Linked DNA regions of Ovis aries: region 2 is linked to region 1. Evidence: chromatin contacts called from public Hi-C data. All regions are on one chromosome and are shown on one strand. Each heading gives the region's core, a stretch centred on a gene start, on an enhancer-like site or on the middle of the called end of the contact. The rest is flanking DNA. Distances are from core to core; before and after follow the strand shown. Region 1 holds the start of SLC36A1 (solute carrier family 36 member 1). Region 2 has its middle 33 kb from the start of SPARC.

Region 1 (2,736 bases), core at 150-2,649:
AGAAAAAAGGAGGTGGATTTCATGGCAAGCTACAAACAAGTAGGGAAACTGCTTCCTGGACAACTGTATTAAGAAACAAATGGAGGGGGGAGGTAGGATCTCTCTGGTTAGAAAACAGACTGAGATACAGACAATGTCAGAGCAGAAGGAGACCTTAGGGATTCCACCCCATCACTGTACAGACTGGGAAACCTAAACCCAAGTAAGGATGAAAGTCATCCCGGGTTGCAAAGCAAGTGTCAGAACTAGAACAAAATCTCCTAATTTCCCAATCTCAGTTCTTTCCATTATACCAAGCTATCTTCTTTCAGCAAGCCTCAAATTACTGCAAAACATTCATCGGAATAACCAGCATTCCTCAAATCTGACAAGCTACATTAAAAACAAAGCAAAGGTCTTGACATTCTTCAAGTTAATGCTAGCATTCTCCATAACCTCAGCTGGGCGCCGCCTACCCTCCCAAGAGCATCATACTCTGCTTCGTATTTCATATTTTGGGATGACTTACACAAAATTGCAGAATGCTTAAAAACAAAACCTACAGAATGATGAGTTTGCAGAAAAATCGGGGAACAGTGAATGAGGGAACCACACCCAGAGCCAAGCCGATCTAGCGGCAATTGAGAATGCAAAGCTGAAAAGGGGATAAGAACGAACGTAGGAAAAGGGTGTTGTTGGTTTTTTTTTTTTCCAACCTGTCAAATTTTCTGCAGGAGGCAGTCTGGTGAAAAGCAAAGAGCCGCTGGGGTTCACGGAGACTTGGATTCTAGTCGCAAGGCTGCGACTAACTCACCGGATGACCTTAGGCAACCCCTACTTTTTCTTGGACCTCGATTTCCTCAACAGCTCTAGAAAGTGATTGCAAAAGGTAATTTCCCAGAGTCCTGGTAGTTCCGGCATCCTATGACCCAAAGACCGGCTATCAGCCATCTCCCAGCAGGGCTCCCGCAACTGCCGGGTCACCTCCCCACGATGTCTGGACCATTGTAGGAAGCGCAGCAGAAGCCCTAGCTAGTCGTTTCGGTGATCCTTCCCATCTCTGGACCTATTCCCACACCTGTCAAAAAGGATGGGGAGGTCAAAGGAGACAGCGCGAAGAACACCTCTCATCCTGGAGGGGAGCCCACAACGCACCGCAGCTGCCACCGGAGAGCCGAGGAGACCAGGACTCGCAGCCCAGGCCGGTCGGCGCCAGACCCGGAGCATCTGCTGAACCCGGAGGAAGGCGACTTGGGTCCAGCAGAAGGCGACCACCCGCCGCCAGCCCCAGACTTACCGCTCGGGTTCCGACTCCAGCTCTGGCTCCCACTTCGGTGCAGCAGCCCACCAGTCCACCAGTTCCTGCCTCAGCTCGAAGCCCTAGCCATCCCCACCCTCCGCTGCCCAAGCAGCCGCTTCCGGGCCCGTCACGTGACCCAGGCGCTCAAACCTAGGCGCGGGTCACGTGCTCCCTCGCGCGGCTACGCCTCCCCTCTAGTGGGCTCGGCTTCGCAGCACCACCTGGCGACGGGGAGCTGAAACTGCGGGAACAACGGTTCTCTGGGAGCTGGGACTGAGCCCGGCGTCGGACATCTGGGCACCAGCCGCGAGCCCAGCGTCGCAGAGCGCAGTCACCTGAGGTGTGGGCTTGTGGAAGGTGGCTCAGTTTTCCACCCGCTGGACTTTCTTTAAGACGTTTCAATGATCATATGTTGCTTTTATGAGTGAGAAATAATACATCTTTTCAAAACTTTAGTCATATTTTAAAACTTCCACCAAACGTATGTGGTGGCGACCGGAAGTGGGACTCTGAGGTAAGGCCAATTCTTTCTATTTTAAAAATTTAAGTAACATTTTTGAATGACAACTTTTCAGTATGTTTGAGGTGTATGTCTTATCTACGCTTCTCTTTTACTTTAAAAAAAGTCTTTAAAAATTTAAAGATTAAAAAATTTTTAATTTAACTTAAAAAGTTAAAGATTTAACTTTAAAAAGATTAACTACTCAGAGAAACAAACCCACAAATTATTGATACAGCTACAAAATGGATAAATCTTAATTATATTGAAAAAAGTCAGAAAAAAACATTGTATTTATATAATCTAGAAATTTTAAAATAATCTACACTGACAGAAAACACATCAGTGGTTGCCTGGGAATGGTTGTTGAGGTCAGGAGAGAAGAAAGTGATTATAAAGGGACATAAGGAAACTTCTCAGGTGACATATACGTTCATTATCTCGACTGTGGTAATAGTGTCACTGGTGAATATACATGTTGAAGGTTATCAAGTTATACACTTTAAATTTGTGCAGTTTATTGTATGTAAATTATACCACAATAAAGCTGTTAAAATATTCAGTAAAAATTATAAGTAGAGTGGTAGGGCCTGAGGAGGGGACTTATGGCAAGGAAGCAGCTTCACAGAGACTGTGGCGGAGGCGGGAGCCCCCAAATTCCTGTGGCAGAACCATGAAAGGCTGGGAAGCACTGCTCACCCCTCTCTCGGTGGCTGGGCTTCCTGGGCCTGGACAATAAAGCCGAGGAGCCAGAGGAGAGGAAAGGCGGAGACCAGAGCGGGGACCAGAGCCTGGCCGGCAGCCGGCCATGCAGACAGCCAAAGGAGCCCACGGCGGCCAGCAGCAGCTGGGCCGAGAAGCCCTCCGCTCCTGGCTGCCTCCAACCTCGACTCCAGGCTTCCCCACACCCCTTTCCCGTGGATTCCAGCAAGGCCTTTGCCTGGCAAAGGCCACCTGG
Region 2 (2,736 bases), core at 78-2,577, 210 kb before region 1:
TGCTGGATATTTCTCCAGCAAAAATGAGTTTATTTTGGGATCAGCAAAGAATTGCAATTTGGGATCTGCGACTCTGGCAAGCCACATGCAAGTCCCAGCATGGCAAGGGAAGGAGAACTCTTTTATAGAGGGAAAAGGAAGGTGGGAGGGTTCCCAGAGTCTATGGCTTTTCGCTGGCTGAATCCTTGCCGGGAGTCTTTCTTCTTCCTGTTGGGCTCTGTTATCATTGCATGGCGTGAGAGCTCCTCCTTCAGGTCTCTCAAGTTTATTTAACTGAGGTTTCTATTTATTAATTTTTTTTACAGAACAAGCATTGCACTGAGTCAGGGCAGTGACAGCAGCATGGAAGCTGTGAAGCGTTATGTTGTCGTTGCTGTTTAGTCGTTCAGTCGTGTCCAACTCTTTTGCGACCCCATGGATTGTAGCCCACCAGGCTCCTCTGTCCATGGGATTTCCCAGGCAAGAATATTAGAGTGGGTTGTTCATATCCTTCTCCAGGGGATCCTCCCAACCCAGGGACTGAACCGGAGTCTTCTGCACTGCAGGCAGATACTTAACCACTGAGTCAATAGGGAAGACTTAAAGTGCTATGGCTTGGGGAAAACCACCCCAAGTAGCAGAAAAGCCATGCGTGTTAGAATTACAGAAATATTAGTGTCTCCTAGTTTCATGAGCAGTTCTTAAAAAGCAGAGAACTTTTTTTCGGGGGGTGGGGTTGGTCAGCACATCAGTTTCTCCCTCTCACACAAGCTTGTAAATGGTGGGGCTGGGGGTAACCATTCCATCCAACCCCTTTGCCGTAATGATGGGAAAACTGAGGCTCTTCTGAAGGGGTAGAAGAAATCGATATTAATGGCTGAACTGAGGCTAGGAGCTCAGGCCCTCTTCTTGTTGGGCCAGTGTACCCTGGTATTCTTTGCTTAGACAAAGAACAGAGGGGGGATTGTATTTGAGGGGCAGCCTGATCTGCCGTGAGAAACCTGTCACAATGCCTGGGCATTGTGTCTCCTGAAGATTCCTATTAAAACAGAAATACTTTATCAAAATTTCATCCCTTTGAAGAGATTTGTTTCTGAGATAGGCCATATGAAACAGCAAAGAATGAGACCCTGAGGGAGGAGGAAATTCCAAAGGTGCTGGTGGTGTTTGTTATTAATATAAAGGGGAGCTGGGGGGGCTAGACTTGGGGGCAGGAGGGTGGAAAAGAGGTGTGGCACCCATGCCCACCTTTGCCAATCTCATTTTGTCTCATGCTGGCCTCAAACCTGAACCACAGAGAACTGTTCAAATGCCAACAAACAAACACAAAGCCGCAAACAAAGAGGTATTTGTACTGCGGATAACCAGTCGCACGGGCGGCTCGGGTGTAGTGGAAGGCAAGCATGGGTTTGGGAACAGATGGCGTTTAGAAAGCTGAGGAGGGGAGAGGGCCACCCCCTGCTGCTGTGCCACCCTGCCCAGCACCCCCTGCGGTGAAGGAACAAGACGGTTCCCTCCCAGATCCCTCCCATCAGAGGTGCCTCCTGGGGGCCTGAACCACACACTGAAGCTCCTCTTCATTCCTGCCCTCCTGGAGGGTGGGGTGGGGAGGACACAGGGGGCTCTCTGTGACTGCTTGGACAGCTGGAATGGGCAGAAAACAAGCAAGGTCAGCAAGACTTTGATATTCTAGCTAGAGAGCTCAGGACTGACCACACCCCGCTCCCTGCAGTCAGCAACTGGAAACACCTACAAGAAACTGAATGGAACAAATAATATCACCAGTAGAAGTGGACCTGAGCATCCCCTGGTTGGTTCCATTCATCCTTGGCTGCTCCAGGGAGGGAGATGAAGCCAGGACCTGCTGCCAGAGCTTAGTCTGAGAACTAAGCGGCTCCTGAAGCACATGAAATTTTTCCTTCTCTCCCTATTCAAAGCCTAGTTGTTATTAAAGGCTCAGCTAAAGTCTACAGCAGCTCTCTTCCCTCTGAGCACCCGTAGCTGTTTTCTTCACCCGGCATTTTGCACAGGCAGCCCCGTGTCACCACTGCTTACCAATGCCTGACATCTCTCTGCAGTTCAGAGCTGAGCACACAGTATGAGACCCTGATAAAAAAAAAAACCTGGAGCTGGATGGAACCTGAATCACCATGGTTGTTCACTCTCCCCAACCCCTGTTACAGATGGAGAAACTGAGGCCCAGAGAGGGCAAGGGGATTGCATGAATGGCAGCTGGGAAGGGCTGGGGTATTCACTGAACTGAGAAACAAGGGTAAAGGTCGTCCCTGTGGTGTGTCTGCACTGGCAGGCATGGAAGGCAGCATTTCAGCTGATGAATCTGAGACGTCCTTCAGCTTCAGCATAATTGCATTTTAAGAAATCAAATTCTATTTTAGCTCTCTGGGGGCTTTTTTTTTTTTTAACTTTAAACTTTTTATTTTGTATTGGGATATAGCTGATTAACAGTGTTGTGGTAATTTCAGGCGAACAGTGAAGGGATTCAGCCATACATATACATGAATCAATCCTCCCCCAACCCCCCTGGGGGCTTTGTGATTAAAGAAATTATATACGATATTGTTCCTTAAAAGTCAGTGATCAAGGACTTCCTGGTAGCCCAGTGGCTAAGACTCTGTGCTCCCAATGCAGGGGGCCTGGGTTCTATACCTGGTCAGAAAACTAGATCCCACATGCTGCAACTAGAGATCCCATGTTCTACAACTAAGACCCAGAACAGACAAATAAATAAATAAATAT

What was found. A called contact is a pair of places that touch in the nucleus more often than the background predicts.
Region 2: a Hi-C map of hypothalamus shows a contact between it and region 1, with 5 times the contacts expected there. The contact joins the enhancer-like site here to the promoter of SLC36A1 in region 1. A contact is called at or near these places in 2 of 16 Hi-C or Micro-C datasets (hypothalamus and tail adipose tissue).

Annotation. Positions count from the first base shown.
Region 1 is chr5:60,419,620-60,422,355 of ARS-UI_Ramb_v3.0, reverse strand. SLC36A1 (solute carrier family 36 member 1) reads right to left here and starts at 1,399. Exons shown (of 13, transcript XR_009600704.1): 1 at 1,277-1,399. SLC36A2 (solute carrier family 36 member 2) reads left to right here and starts at 1,564. Exons shown (of 13, transcript XM_027970428.3): 1 at 1,564-1,793.
Region 2 is chr5:60,628,387-60,631,122 of ARS-UI_Ramb_v3.0, reverse strand. No RefSeq gene overlaps it. Among named protein-coding and RNA genes, the nearest start is that of SPARC, 33 kb to the left of the region's middle. Within about 2 kb of position 1,327, at least 8 of the 54 cell types and tissues checked have an H3K27ac peak or open chromatin away from gene starts, as enhancers often do. A contact at or near this core is called in hypothalamus, where this site is marked.